Linked DNA regions of Mus musculus: all the other regions are linked to region 1. The links are chromatin contacts, called in public promoter capture Hi-C maps. All regions are on one chromosome and are shown on one strand. The core of a region is the stretch at or near the end of the contact, and the rest is flanking DNA. Distances in the headings are between cores, read along the strand shown.

What was found. Capture Hi-C pulls out chosen DNA fragments and counts their contacts.
Region 2: a contact with region 1 is called in a promoter capture Hi-C map of adipose tissue. The contact joins two enhancer-like sites. A contact is called at or near these places in 1 of 15 datasets of contacts at CTCF or cohesin (the NIH/3T3 cell line), 8 of 484 Hi-C or Micro-C datasets (CD4 T cells, the G1E-ER4 cell line, LSK cells and 5 more), 5 of 115 datasets of contacts at active chromatin or transcription factors (T-cell acute lymphoblastic leukemia, bone marrow-derived dendritic cells, embryonic stem cells and 2 more) and 3 of 9 other capture datasets (adipose tissue, embryonic stem cells and liver).
Region 3: a promoter capture Hi-C map of adipose tissue shows a contact between it and region 1. The contact joins two enhancer-like sites. A contact is called at or near these places in 2 of 484 Hi-C or Micro-C datasets (bone marrow-derived macrophages and embryonic stem cells) and 2 of 9 other capture datasets (adipose tissue and liver).

What each region holds. Positions count from the first base shown.
Region 1 is chr12:100,125,498-100,130,522 of GRCm38.p6, reverse strand. It overlaps Nrde2 (nrde-2 necessary for RNA interference, domain containing), which reads left to right. Exons shown (of 14, transcript NM_001290303.1): 11 at 1-165; 12 at 1,090-1,228; 13 at 4,251-4,322; 14 at 4,792-5,025. The coding sequence ends at 4,917. Among named protein-coding and RNA genes, the nearest start is that of Psmc1, 18 kb to the right of the region's middle. Within about 2 kb of position 2,257, at least 52 of the 459 cell types and tissues checked have an H3K27ac peak or open chromatin away from gene starts, as enhancers often do. A contact at or near this core is called in adipose tissue, where this site is marked.
Region 2 is chr12:100,424,334-100,429,358 of GRCm38.p6, reverse strand. All of the region lies in intron 5 of Ttc7b (tetratricopeptide repeat domain 7B), which reads left to right. Among named protein-coding and RNA genes, the nearest start is that of Gm36375, 68 kb to the left of the region's middle. Within about 2 kb of position 2,893, at least 31 of the 459 cell types and tissues checked have an H3K27ac peak or open chromatin away from gene starts, as enhancers often do. A contact at or near this core is called in adipose tissue, where this site is marked.
Region 3 is chr12:100,390,800-100,395,824 of GRCm38.p6, reverse strand. The region is part of intron 9 of Ttc7b (tetratricopeptide repeat domain 7B); the gene reads left to right. Among named protein-coding and RNA genes, the nearest start is that of Gm51958, 44 kb to the right of the region's middle. Within about 2 kb of position 2,039, at least 23 of the 459 cell types and tissues checked have an H3K27ac peak or open chromatin away from gene starts, as enhancers often do. A contact at or near this core is called in adipose tissue, where this site is marked.

The sequences.
Region 1 (5,025 bases), core at 1,008-3,507:
GGTTCTTTGGAGGGCTTATGTACAGATTCAGAATAAGTCCCACAGTGCTAACAAGACCAGAAGGTTCTTTGACACAGTTACTAGGTCTGCCAAACATTTGGAGCCTTGGCTATTTGCAATCGAAGCTGAGAAGCTGAGGAAAAAGCTAGTGGAATCTGTTCAGAGGTAATTACTGGCAGTCTCCTGCATGGGCTTCACAGACCTTAAAGGGAGGGTTGCTGTGTTTGCAGCCCCTTGCCAGGTCTCAGGCGTGGCCCAGGCTCTGCCACACCTGGTGTGACTGCTTTAGCCACGACAGTGACGGAAGAGTGAATCAGACCTTAGGAAGTGGCTCCACCTGACTGGTTTCTGGTGTGTCTGAGGTGCTGTAATGAGAGCCTCGTGCTGTCAGGTGTAGACTGTAGAGGCTCTGATGCAGGTACCCGCTCTGCTGCTTGTCACCTGGGTGATTTGGGGCAAGCACGTCATTTCCCCTCCTGTCAAATGTATTTGCGGAAGAACTGACTTCCTGGGGTTTCCTGTCAGGTCCAGTGCAGCAGGTGCTGCCCAGCGGCTGCGAGCCTCCCTCTGTCAGCCTCCCTGAGAACGGCCTCCTGTTTCCCATGCCTCCTTTGACAGCTTGTTACAGCTGAGGGCTAGTGGTCATCTGGGGACCGTGTCAGCGTAGGAATCGTTGTTCCTTCTGGGCTGTTTGCTCTGCATCACATCAGTGAAATCCTGATAAACTGAGGGATACTTTATTTTGCTTGGTTTTTGTCTCTTTCAGTGATATTTATTCACTTGATCTGAGTCTTGTCCATTGTAAATTGAAAGACCTTTTCTTTCCCAAGGGAGGCCTTTCTTTCTGATTAATGGGGTTGTGTGTGGTTCCTGGGCAGGGTCAGCATAGCGAAGAAACACATTCTTGGCCAGTGTCCTTGCTTATGCCACACCTATACTGGCTGCCGGCATGCTCACCCCTGAGGGACAGAACACCTCTGAAAAGCGGATCCAGACGCCGCTGCGCTTCGCCATTGCTGAAGTATGTCTTCCCGCTGGGATGTCGGGCACAGAACCTGTCTTAGAATGACCTGAGTTCTTTCCTTGCAGGGTAGGAGGCAGAGAGGTCCATGCAACAATCCCCGAGACTGGCCTTACGCATCGCATCAGAGCTTTGTTTGAAAATGCGATTCGGAGCGACAAGGGCAACCAGTGTCCCCTACTGTGGAGGATGTATTTGAATTTTTTGGTAAGAAAAAAATTTTGGACTCTCTGGTTTTGCTTTGTTAAAGCCCCGTGTCTAAATTTATAAGTAGACAAAACTGCAGTTGTCTGTAGCCAGGCCTGGGAAGCAGGGCCTTATTCCCACCCCTCCCTGGGGGCGTGGGTTAATTTTTATGCGAACCCGACTGAGCGGTGTCTCCTCTTTCAGGATGTTTGGAAGAATGAAATGCAAGAGTGATTACTGGCTTTCTCTGCCTTGACCTTGTTAAACTAGTGACTTGGGAATGGCCCAGGAGCTTTTAGGTCAGAGAAGCTGACATCCTTGCTTTTCTCTTCACAAGAGCCTCCTGGTCTTGATTCAGCTTTGTTATCAAAAGATAAGGATCGGTCAAGAATGTGAAATTTTGAGTGGGACGTGTAGGTCATCCGTTCTAGCTTGCCAGGCCCTGGGGTCAGTCTCTAGCACCACTAGAGAGGAAGGCAGAGGAAGACAGTCTGGCCTGGTTCTTAGAAGCCATGTGGGTGCCTTCCCTGATCTCCACATCAGCCCCGTCTGTACTGAAGGCCTGAGGGACCCAGAGGACGTGTTCCCCAGTTCAGCTCTTGGTGCATGGGGCAAACAGGCACAGGCTTAGGTGCAGAGTGCTGAGTGCCTAGGTCTGGGCTGCGGCCTGCACAGTCATGTGTGTGGGGGTGTGTGTGTAGATGTGTGCACGTACATGTGGAGGCCAAAATGTCAACCTTGGGCACTGTTTCTTGGGTGTATTTCACTGTTTGTTTGTTTTGAAGTAGGGTCTTTCACATGGCTTAGAACTTAGCAGCAGGCTAGGCCGGCTTATCCGAAATCCCCAGGGCCTTGCCTGTCTCTGCCTCCCAGTGCTGTGCTAACTAACTCTGTGCTACCACGCTTGCTTTGTGGGTTTGTTTGTTTTTCACTTGTGTTCCGGGGAACTTGGTGCTTATATGACAAGCGTTTTACCAGCTGCACTGTGTCCCTAGCACTTAGAGGAATTCTTTCGAGCCGGAAGCCTAGGTTTATGGCTGAATTCCATGCAGAACAGAGGGTTGCATGGGGAGATGGTATTTATGGTGTGTCCTGATTTGACTGCCTGGCAGCCTGGTACAGCTAACAGGAAACTCTGGCTTTTGTCAATCTCTTTCCCCCGTGTCTCAACCTTTCTAAGCATAGAAAGGAGCCTTAGAGCAGAGTGGGATACTTGTCTGTTTATCAGCTTCCTGTCCCAAGTGTTTAGATGGACACAGGAAAAGGTCAGGTGACAGTGCTTTGACTGGGACTGCAGGGAGCTGGGTATGCGTGGGCTGGATACAAAAAACTGCTGTTGATTTGAAAAGAAAGGTCTGGGCCCTTAAGGAGTTTGTATCTTTGATGAGGTGGTGTTAAAACCAAGGATTAATTAGAGCAGTGACTTACCTGGCAGTTCCTGAGGCATCTGAGTGGGCTCCTAGCACTTTTGTTAATTAACTACAGTTGAGAGAGAGAGAGAGAGAGAGAGAGAGAGAGAGAGAGAGAAAGAGAGAGAGAGAGAGAGCTCCCTTGCTCCAGTGTGAGGTGTGGGCTGAAGTGTCAGAGGACAGGAAAGAGCTGCTGTGTGCGGCTGTCGGGGAGGGTGGCTTGCTTGAGTCCTCTGGATGGTGTGCAGGCATGCTGCGTGCTAGCATGCTTACTTTTTCCCTGCAGAAATGTTGGGCGTTAAGCCCCATCCTTGGTTGGCTAGAGAAGGAAAAGGAGTCAGACAAACAGCAGTTAGGTTTCCTCCTTAGGCTGACCTTTGTCGGGCGGCAGCCTCAGTGTGAGGGGACCTCCTAGCTGTTAACCGTGTGTGCACATCAGCACTTTGAGCCAAGCTGGTGGCGGTGTTGAGACAGTGGCAGCTTCCTCCAAGACTCTGGCTATAGCCGGGCGTGGTGGCACACGCCTTTAATCCCAGCACTCGGGAGGCAGAGGCAGGCGGATTTCTGAGTTCAAGGCCAGCCTGGTCTACAAAGTGAGTTCCAGGACAGCTAGGACTACACAGAGAAACCCTGTCTCAAACAAACAAACAAAAAACAAAAAAAAGAGAGAGACTCTGGCCGTGCACTTACACAGTATGGAAGGACATTTAAGTAGATAAGCCAGTCAGCCGTTACGGGACCAGATATGCACAGTGGAGGAAGTCCCACTACATAAAAGGGGGCTGTGGTATTTCTCGGTTGTCACTGTTAGACTTTCTTTACCTCCTTGTAATTGCTGTTGATCTGTTGGCCACTCAGATCTTAGGCCATTTTTAGAAAGGCCTTCATTTTCAGGGCTAGGAGAAAACTCACTACACACTGAGTACTGAGTGTTCTCCTTCCCTCTCTACACCTTCTTCCTCTCACCCATCCTCTGCCCGTCTTTTCCTCTCCTCCCCACTCCCCTCCTTCCCTCTTAAGCAGAGGCAGACGGAAGCATCTGAGCAGCATAGGAACATCACGCCATGGTGCAGCCTAGGCAGCAGCTGTGCACACTGATATCCGGCTGCCTCTAGACTCTGATGGCAAATTTTACTCTCAATAAGTAATGGGCAAATTTGCCTTTTGATTTTTACTTATTCATTGTCTTGAGACAGGTTGGTTTAGGATTTGTTATCCTCCTGCCTCAGCCTCCTCAGATGTTTGTCATGTAATGCCTCTCAGAGAAATGATGTAACTGGTACCCAGGGGATGCCAGTTTCTTAATTCTCTGAAGATAATGTTCTTAAAATAGAAGATGACTTTCCATGTGCCAGGTCCTCAGCCTCACCTCACGAACACCTCACCCCAAGCACTCTCACTGACACCCAGGTACAATAGTGTCATAAAGGGGACACAGGAAGTTAACAGCATCGTGTGATCTAACACGCTGAGCCAGAGTGTTGTCTGCCACTGGGAACCATCCCCCTGCTTGCCAAGATGGTGTCAGCGCACATGCAGGCTGGCTTCCGGTGTCTCAGGGCAAGCGTAGATAGTGGTGTAGTAGCCTTGGCTCCCCTGCCTCCATTGCTCACGCTACTCTCTTCTTAACTCAGGTTTCCTTAGGAAACAAAGAAAGAAGCAAAGGCGTGTTCTACAAGGCCCTCCAGAGCTGTCCTTGGGCAAAGGTAAGCTTTAAACGCAGTGCTTGTTGTCTTCAGCTTCCCAAGGACCTTCCTGCCAGCCTCTGCCTAGCAGTGTTAGGGTGTGTGGCTTGGCAGGGCAGTACCCTCTTCCAAAGCCTTTTCCTCGCCACCGTCCCCACAGCACCAGAGCTCCTTGTGACTGTCCCTGTAGCAGTCGATGGTGCTCCGTGGGTGAGCTGCTTCCCAGCATCCCTTGCAATGCCCAGATGCCCATGTCCTACCCAGACCCAGAGGGAAACCAAACGGTCATGGCAGTGCCTGCTGACCCTGCTGGCCAAATAAAGAGAGGGCTTCACTCTCTTTATGCCATTCACAGCTTTCCCCTGGGCATTGCAGAGCTGCCTGAGCTCGTCCCAGCAGGACCGAGAATTGATGGGACTCACTGGGACCCTACTCCATCGTGGGACTCTTTGATGCTTCCAGCCAGTGTTGGTCTCCTCTCTGCCCACAGGTGCTATACATGGACGCCATGGAGTATTTCCCAGACGAGCTGCAGGAGATCCTGGACGTGATGACCGAGAAGGAGCTCCGTGTGCGCCTGCCCCTTGAGGAGCTGGAGCTGCTGCTGGAGGATTAGTGTGCAGCCAGGCCTGGGCCAGCCTGCAGAGCCCAAAGCCGCAGCTGTGCAGGCTCCACTGTCCTGCTGGGGTTGGACGTATTGACTTACATATTATATATGTGATCT
Region 2 (5,025 bases), core at 1,644-4,143, 300 kb before region 1:
TTCAACTTTGCCATTTGTGATCCTCCTCTCTAATTTTAAATTATTCACCTTTCCCAGCTCCTATCTGGGACAACTCACAAGGGTGCCTGGGGATCCCACAGACATTGCACTTCCTCAACCCACACTCTTCTTCATTCCTTCCCCACGGAGAACACAGGGCGTTTTACTCAACAGTTTAATGTCATGGTCCTTCCTCTTCTGCTGGTTAGTAATTGGGTGCCCGTAGGCTGCTTGTGGGTAGAGTTGGGCTTGGGACCCAAGGCCACCCTCTGATTTCCACCACTTCCCATCCTGAGGCTCTTTGTTACCTACCCCCTCTGCTACTGCTCAAATCCTTAGGGCCATTGGGCCATGGTTTCTCAATGCCTAAGGGCCTTAATATTCCGTCAAGTGTTCTCTTAGATTTCTTTGTTCCCTTCCCTTTGTCTTAGCTTTGGAGTATTGCACTGTGTTAACGTGGCAATGCAGTATCTGTTTGCCACTCACTGAAATGTGCAGTACACTCTTGTCCTTGCCCCTGACCTTTTAGCATGAGTATGTGTGCTTCACTTAGAAGGACCCCTTCCCTCTCTCCTTCCCATGGTCCAAGGCACTGGGAGAATAGGATGGTGACAAGTACTGATGAGCATTTAGGATTGTTAGGACTCCCGCTTTCTAGACTGTCTTGCTTCTTCACTACCATCATCTTCTAAAGTAAACACTCAGTAGGCTTGGTACTCAGTGGTACTCTGTAACTGACTGAGCCCACCTCACAGCGCAGGCTATGGAGGCCCAGCCTGTGGTCCACTGAGCAGGCACTTGTGGTAGAGTAAATATAATGTTCTGGGACTTACTCTGCTCTTTGCATTTTCGTATCATAGGCTTATAAAACTTCCTTGCCACGTCCAGTCTTTGGTTTGTCCTGGTCCTTCTTCATCAGCTCAAAGCAGGCCCCAGATGCCTGTGCTGAGATAGCATAGTAAAGAGTCACTTCCTAAACCCTTGATCCCCCTTGTGTTCAGTGTTAGCATTGTCTGGGACTCACCCTCTTCCCCCAGAGCACCAGTCTCTCAGGAGATGTCACCATCACCTTCCCCGCAGAGTAAGTAGGTCCAGAAAGTTTCTTATTCACCTCACATGACATCAGTTATCTTTTACTTAATTATGCCTGTGTGTGTGCTTGCGTCTCAGCAAGTGTGTACCATGGCCTTACCCCCTTAGCCATCTCACTGGCCCGGCTGTTGCCTTTTATCATCTTAGGCCCAACCTGGGAATTAGGATCTTCATGGGCTACTCATTGCATTGTTGGCTTTCAAAACCTAGCCAAGGGAGTGAAGGAGTCAACTAGGGAATGTCATTTTTGTCTTCAAAGTAAAATGATTCTAAAGAAATAAAGATTTTCCTTCCTATAAATTGGAAGGTAGAGCTTAGTATTATCCCCTCCCCCAATGGTATACTTTTGAAGATGTCTTAATTAGGGTTTTCCTGTGGTTAAAAACCATGATCAAGAGCAACTTGGGAAGGAAAAGCTTGGTTAAACCTTACAGTTTTTAGACCATCATTCAAGGAAGTCAGGGTTGGAACTCAAAGCAGGAACATGGAGACAGGAATTGATGCAGCAGCTATGGGGAAGTTCCGTCTATGGCATGTTCTTTATGGCTTGCTCGGACTGCTTTCTTACAGCACCTAGGACCACCAGCTCAAAGGTTTCACTGCCCATAGTGACCTAGGCCCTCCTACATCAATCATTAATCACCAATCATCAATCAAGAAAATGCCCCCATAGGGTCATCCACAAGCCCAGTGTGGTGGGGGCCTTTTCTCAGTGAGGTTTCCTCCTCCCGCATGACTGCAGCTGACACTGACATAAAACTAGCCCTCATAGAGGATGATAGCCTTGATGAGGGGTGGCATTTAAAAACACTTCCCCAGTGTATTTTACTCACTTTCTCTTTTCATAGCAAGTCAGTGAGCTGTAAAATAGATAAGAAAATGGAGAGAGGTTCCCCTTACAGAAGATTGAAACCCATGAGGTTTGGCTACAGAGTCAGTACTGTTTCGTCTCTCATAATTTAAGTTTGCAGATAAACATAAGGATTCCTAAACAAATGCACAGAAAGGCAGTTTCCCCTGTGATCGATCCACACGGTTAGTTTGTTAAAAGTATTATTACACTAAGGAATCCAAGAGTCCATTGGATTCTTTTGGGCTTCTGGGATTAAATTGAGACTCATTAAGGCTCTGGCGAGATTGCTTAGAGGATAAGAGCAGTCGCTACTCTTGCAAAGTACCGAGGCTCAGTTCCCAGCATCCACATCCAGAGAATCAAGGGCCCTTTTCTGGCCTCCATGGGCACAAGGCATGCAAAAAAAAAAAGTACACTTTCATACATTCAGACAAAACACTCATAAAATACAAATAAATCCTTGAGAAAATTGCCCTTCGTTAAGATACAATTATGTTCACGAGAGAGAAGGTTTGTTTTTCCGACTCCCTGGTGAGTTTCCTGTGGAGGCAGGTTTTGATGAACGTTGATGTCCTTTGACTATTCCCTGAGGTTGGAAGGAAGGAGGATTGAAGATAGGACGAGCTTTCCTGTGTTTCTCATTCCTCGGAGGCTTGGGGTCTGGCGGTGTAAAGAAGAGCTGAGAGAAGGATGAGCTGTCTGCAGCCCTCCGGCTTCTGCAGCTGCTTTCCTACTTTGTGCACTTTTTCACTCTGGGCTTTCTTTTGCATGTGTGTTAAATGGATTCCTTCATGTCCCTGTGATATGTGATATGAACTAGAAGGCACCCTCTGTGTCTGGTTTGATGTGTTCCTGTTACCTCACGCTGCCTGGCCAGCTGACCAGTTATACACTTTACTTCCCATTTGTCATGAGGAAGCCTCCCTTGGTGGAGTCATCCAAAAAATGTTGTTAAGCCTACGACAGCTCTCATTAGATTGAGATGAGACATCCAGAAGCCTGGCATGCTTGGTCACTTCCTAGTGTCGTGGCTGTCACACCCTCCATTGCTATATCTAGGCTGCAGCTGCCTTGCTCTGTACAGTCCTTTGCTAATGAGGCCAAGGTTGTGAGTTTGATCCCTGGCCCCTGACTACAGATGCCATCTGTCTTCACAAATGCATGCCACTGGATCTGAGGCAAGAGTGCGTTCAGAGGGAGAAGCTAGGCTTTGCTCTGGGAAACCTGAGTATCCTTTGGTACCAGGAAGCATGCTGTTTTCATTCCTGATGTGGAGGTCTACTTCTGATGTCACACGTTTTCAGAACAGATGACACCAAGGTTTGTTGACGTGAAGGAGAAGCAAGATTCTCAAGCTGGGATCTAAGAGTTACTGACTTTCAGAACATAGATGGATGATATCTTTTTGTGTTTCTGTCGTTTTAAATGTTGACGGTGCCCACAGTGGTGAGTGGGTATATCTTTCTCTGTGAGAGTCTGCTTTAGCTGTTCCCTGGTAGTCACAAAACTTGACAGGGAAAGGGATTTCAAAGCAGGCTCCTGCTCACTCTTTTCTTTCCTGAGGGTCTCCTGGCTTGCTCCTGTGAGGCTGTTGAGACCAGGAGAGATAGGTACGGGGGTGGGGGGGACCCAAAAAAATAACAACAACAAAAAACCAGACTTTGCTCTCGAGGTGTTGAGTTTGTCTGGTGAACTAACATGTGGCGAGTGCTGCTAGGTGCGTTTGCAGCTGTGCTGGGACCCTCCTCCCCTCCCCCAGGAGGCAACACTTTTCTCTTCAAAAGGAAGCCAGGAAACAGCCAAGTGAAGCTTTGGCTTTGGTCCCTTGGACTCTGGACACCAAGAGAAACATGTGGAGGACAAGGACAGAAGGGATTTTCTACACTGCCTGCAGGTTTCCCCTTTTCCAAACCTTGACATGCCCATGTCTGTGTCTCTAAAACGCGTTAGCTTCAGATTCATGGCAGACATGTGCTGTGGTGTAGGAGGAAAGCCTGCTTGGCCTCCATACTACACGGAGCACTGTCTAGGCTGCTAAGACGGTGTGTTATTGCGCTATCTGCCAGCCTGAGCTTAGTGAGGTGGAAGGCCAGAGGCAGGTAGCAAGCACATCTTCCATGGATTTGGTCGGTGGACTCCCAATGGTTCAGCAGATCTCTAGCCTGCTGCTGTCTGAGGAACTTGGGCTACCGTGAGGTAGGGATGGCAACCCTGTTCACTAGAGCATCCTTGGGGACCTGCAGAAACCTGAGAGGAAACCAACCGCTCAATAGGAAAATGCTCAGCTGGTGAAACAACCTACTTCTTATGCAGCTCAGCCTGGCAGTAGAGAGAAACTAGAAAAAGTCAAACTGCTGCTTTGCTCCAGAGAGCTGTTGTATTGACTCATCTTATAATTGATTTTTGCTTAGAAATTCTCGACCAGAGAGAAATTGAAATTGAGTTTACTATGGAAAGCCTGGCTCCCTTTCCTTACCATCCAGAGAGTTCATATTGAATATGAAGACTCCTATTTGCAACCCAACTTTGAGTTTTCATGACGACTGAATTTATATTACTGTCCTGAGCCAAACTCGGAAGTCAGTAGATAATTAGAAGTACATGGTTAGGGGTTAAGAGCACTAGCTGCTCTTGCAGAGGACCTGGGTTCAATTCCCAGGACTCACATGACAGTTCACTGTTCCAGGGTATCTGATGCCTTCTCCTGACCTCTGTGGGCACTGCATGCATGGGGTACACTTATATGCATGCAAACAAAACACTCATAGACATAATACATACATACATACACACACACACACACACACACACACACACACACAAAACACATACATACATACTGCATGGGGAAGGAGAGAATTTTTCTTTTTCTACTCGTCTTCTAAGAAATGAAAAGATAAATAAAAGAAAGATATGTTAAATTTGACATTGTTAGGCCATCGGAGTCTGAAAGATTCTCAAGTCCTCTCAACCATCTCAGCCTTGGTTTTCTGTTATGAGCTGATGTTGGAGCTCTGGCTCTTTTCAGAATATATCTCCCTCTTGTTGGATAGGACTCAGGAGATAATATCAAAAAGCTA
Region 3 (5,025 bases), core at 790-3,289, 270 kb before region 1:
ACTGGCATCTGGAGTTTATAATATATTCAACTGGTTCCCAGAGGCTAGATTAGCCCCTCTCTTCCAGCTCTGCCAATAGCAGCACACACAGCTTCTTGCATGAGCTTAGCCAAGCTTCAGTCCACACCTGTAGCTTTCCATGGCAGATGTCCTATGGCCCTGGCATCTCCAGTATTCTCAGGTCTCCAGTGCAGTTTAGGATTCGCCTCCACAAGTTCACACAGAGGCCTCTTAGGGCCTTTACACGGGGGTGACAGCCCCACCACACAACAGCTCCTTCATGACCCCCTCAATCTTGCATCTTTTGCACCTTCAAAACCAGTGTCATGTGATCACCATTTCCCACTTCTGCTGTAGGTTCAAGATGTCTCTGATGGATAAGGTTTTGCCCTCAGAATACTTTTCCTAGTATCCCAGTGCAGTGAAGGAACTTTCTCTGTGATGGTACTGAGCTCTTTAGCAGTTATATCACCAGTCTGAATACCATACTGCCTTGAATGTTTCTCTGCCCAACAAATCAGTCCATTAGCATTAAGCTCAACCTCAGGTTCTCAGGACATGGTCAGCTTGAAGTTAGATACTTAGCCAAAGTACTCTACTAACGGCTCCCAGTCTGGTTCCCAGTAAGTGCATGTTATCCTCTGAATTCTCATGATCTAGGCCTCCATTGTCTGAATTTCTCTCAACATTTTCCTCTTTCCATGCTTTTAACAGAATGGTCCAATAAGCTTTGCTTCCAGCATGTAATTGCTTTGTACCCTAGTGTATCAAAAGCTGCTGCTCTCTAGCCACAAAACTATTCAGAAGTCTAAAGCCCATATGCATGGTCAAGTTTTTCACAACAAAGTACTTTCAATAGTAATTCTTGTTTTAGGTTGGTTGGTTGGATTTTCTGTTTTTGTGATAAAATATCCCAGCAAAAGCAATTCAAGGGAGAAAAGATTTGCATGACTTATAATATAATTACAGGTTCCAGTCCATCAACCAGGGAAGCCACAACAGCAGGAGCCTGAGAGAACTGGTCACATCATACCCACAGGGAATATCAGAGTGCAGTGCAGTGATGTGTGCAATGCTCCTACTCAGCTCTTTTCTCTAATACAGCCCATGACCTGAGAGCTTAGGGAATGATGCCGCCTGGGTGGGTCTTCCCGCCTCAGTTAACAGTCAAGGCAACCCCTCACAGACAGTCTCAGAGGACCTTCTGGGTCTTCCCACCTCAGTTAACACAGTCAAGTCAACCCCTCACTGATAGTCTCAGAGGCCCTTCTTTCAGGTGAATTTGGGTCGTATCAAGTTGACAGTTAGTTGACAGACATCACAAAGGCTATGTGTGGAAATTACATAAGCCAACACTTTTTGTTGAAGAGATTATTCTGTTCCTTGTTGAATAGACTCACCACTCTTGCAAAAGCCAGACTGGCTGAGTCTGTGGTCTTTATTTTATTCCACAGGTCTATACGCAAATAAGCATCAAGTTAGCCTGGGTCCTCAAGCTGCGGTTTAATCCCCTTGGCTTCAGTGCTGTCGGACACTGCAATCTCTAGAGTCTTTAGAGTGTGCTGCAGTCCTTATGGCCCTTTCTTTTCTTTCTGTAGCTCTCCTAGAGAGAGTGGATAGAGCGGCCCCCGACTCTCTATACTTGTTCCTCACCTAAGCATTTGCTGCACATTTACTTTGTATACAGTATACAGCCACTGTCCTCGTGCCACCAGAGTGCCACCTCTGGCTCCTCACTTCCCTCTGCAGCCCTTGCATCCATACGCAAGGTGAAGCCCCAACTACAGTCTAAGGGTTAGAACCTGGTGTCTCAAGCCAGGTCAGAGAGCTAATACAAAAATCCAAAGAGGGAAAGCAGCTGAGAGGGAGGAGGTAGAGGAAAGGAACCGAGTTTAGTGCTTTCTGTAAGGCCAACAAAGAACAACTGCATTGGCAACACAGCAGAGAGTATTGGATTCGAGTTGCAACCAGGGCTCCTATACTCTTCACACTTAGTCAAGCTGACTCATAGAGTTAAGAAGGTTGACTGCCAGAAAATGACACGTGGGACCATTGAAAATAACCCACTTTCAGCCAGACGTGGGGGTCCATGAGTCCCAGTGCACAGGAACCAGAGATAAGCAGATCTCTGAGTTTGAGACCAGCCTGATCTACAGAGCTAGTTCCAGGAAAGCCAGGGCTATACAGAGAAACCCTGTCTCCAGAAAACACCCTTTACCCCACCTTACACACACACACACCCAAAAAAAATAAAGAAAAAAAAACCTCATTTTTTATTCTCACTGTGGCCAGAAGAAATAATGTCTTTTAAGTTAAGCTTTTTCCAAAGCAATAAAACTTGGCGATCCTCTGCCTGGAAGTAGCCTTGCTGTTTGAAAGCAAAAAGAGGAATGGGGAGGGGTGGGGCAAGGATACAGAGGATACTGTATTTTATTTCTAAAATAAAGAGGCGGAAGCTTGAGCAAGCTTTGACATTGTGTTTTCCCACAGATGGGGAGGGAGGCTTGTTTGTTGTCTGAGCCCTGAGAGCATGACTGTTGGACGCTTTTTCCTGGACCCACTCTTCTCTGAAGCAGATTGCTCAAGCTCCAATTTAATCTGTACTTTCAGTTTTAATTAAATTAGAAATAATAGCATCATGAGACCTAGATTCTGATTTCAGCCTGACACTGTGTGACCCTAGGCAGATCTTGTTGGCTTTCTGAATCTTCATCCTCATATTTGTAAAGTAAGAACAGAGTCAGGTTGCCTTGGTCACCACACACCCTATGATTAGGGTCTTCTGTGTATACAAAACAATGGTCCCAAATGGCTAAATAGGTTAGTAAATTTTCATTGCTAAAAGAATCAACATGTTACTCATCTACCTTGTTAATTTTTAATGTGTTAGTACACAACTATTAAAAATTATATTAATCACATTTAATAATATACTCAATAAATAATTCAAGAAAGGCAGTTTTCCTAGGAAGGGCCCTGAGGTCTCTGCAGTGAAAACTAAAGGAAGGAGTCCAGGCTGGTACCGTTCTCCTAGCAGGGTGGCTTCAGCTTTGGGCATCAAGCCAAGTGTACAAGGTACCTGATTATTTATTTCTGCCCTTTCTCCCCATGGGTTTTGGATGCTGAGTCTTGTTCTTGAGTTCCCAGAATAGGCCCTGGCTTCTCCCTGCCTGCGGTATTGTGCAGCTGTCACTGCCACACACACAGTTGGTGTGATCGAGCTTTACGTACAAGGAAGGTAATTGCTAAATCCCTTTCTCATGCCAGAGGAGCAGCCTGTTCCCGGAACCCTTCAACTATGGCTTCCCATGAAAAGCCAAAGTAAGAGAAAGGTGAAGCCCTTATTCCAGCAGGAAGTAAGTTTGCAAATGACATACTGACTGTTCCCCATATGATGAAGCCTTTAGCCTCCAAGGGATGCACTGCTACATATCCACAGCATCTGGCAAGTGTCGCCTGGGCTTTAGAGGGTGTCAGAATGCCTGTACTTCCTGGAAAGTTGGCATCCTGCTGCTAAGTTCATCTTCACTTCTAGTGACGGAGATGATTCAGAGGTGTCCACAATGCTCTAGCTCTCTGAGCCACATCCCTCTCACCTCCAACCCCAGGCTCATCCTCCTTCTTCTGACACCACAAGTAAGCAGGGGACAGAGTTCCACTCAGGCTCCTGGCAGTCTCCCAGGCCCAGGAACTCTCTCCTACTTCCAATCAGAACCCACAGATCTGCTGCGACGTCGTGTCACAAGAGCAGCCGCAGCAGCTGTCACCATTGCAGTGCTTGCTCTGCCAGACACTGTGGGTGCACTGTCCACGGCCGGCTTCTGCCCCACTGATAGCTCTGTGGTTGGAGGGTGAAGGGTGTTGATTAGCCTGGGCCATCTGTCCTCAGAGCTCGTGTTTTCTCTCCCGCCATGCTGGGTCTGTGGGCTCCAACAACTTTTTCAGCTATGTCCCTTCCTCCCACTTCTGTGCCCTTGTACCTGCTGCCTTCTGAGAAGTCTCTTGTCATCGGGACTTCTCTTCCACTAGGAATGCTGTTGAATTATGAGTGTTCTTTATTGTATCTCATTAGCATACGTCCTCACCAACCTCCTTACACACATTAAAACTGACCATTTTTTAAGTTATTTATTTATTTATTATATATAAGTACACTGTAGCTGTCTTCAGACACTCCAGAAGAGGGCATCAGATTTCGTTATGGATGGTTGTGAGCCACCATGTGGTTGCTGGGATTTGAACTCTGGACCTTCGGAAGAGCAGTAGGCGCTCTTAACCACTGAGCCATCTCGCCAGCCCCAAAAACTGACCATTTTTACTGTGTCACATACAGATGTTTGCAGTTTCTTAAAAGGGTTCATCAAACAAGTGGGGTGAGCACCCACCCCGGCTAAGAAGATTGTGGGTATCAAGTCTCCAGACACAACACAAGTCTCTTCTTGTAATGGAGCTTTGGGCAACCTGAGTTCTTAGAGGTGTGTTTCTGGATATTTCTGAAAACATAAGGGAGGACTTGCTAGATAGTCCAACACTGACCTTGGATGGTATTAAGAATTTGGAACATCTGGAGCTGTTTGGACATGTTCAGAGCTGGAACTGTGTAGCAGAGATGCCAAGAGCCCACTGGAAGACAGGGCTATCAGCTGTGACACAGAACACATATACCTGTGATCTGGAGGGAGCTTAGTTTATCATTATTGTCTTTCATATTCTCTCTCTCTCTCTCTCTCTTGGAGAGGGGAGGGGGAGCTCTGGTGCCCAAGGAGACCAAAAGAGGGCATCAGAGCCTGTGGAACTGGAGTTACAGATGGTTGTGAGCTGCCATGTGGGTTGCTGGGGATCAAACCTGGATCCTCTGGAAGAGCAGCCTTAACCTCTCAACCTCTCACCCTCCACGCCATCTCCTCCAGCTACTCTCATTGCTTTTGGAGCCAGAGTCTCACTGTGTACTTTACTGTGTGCTGGCCTCCCACCTCAGCCTCCTAAGTACTGAGATTACAGGCATGTACCAGCACACTTGGCTGA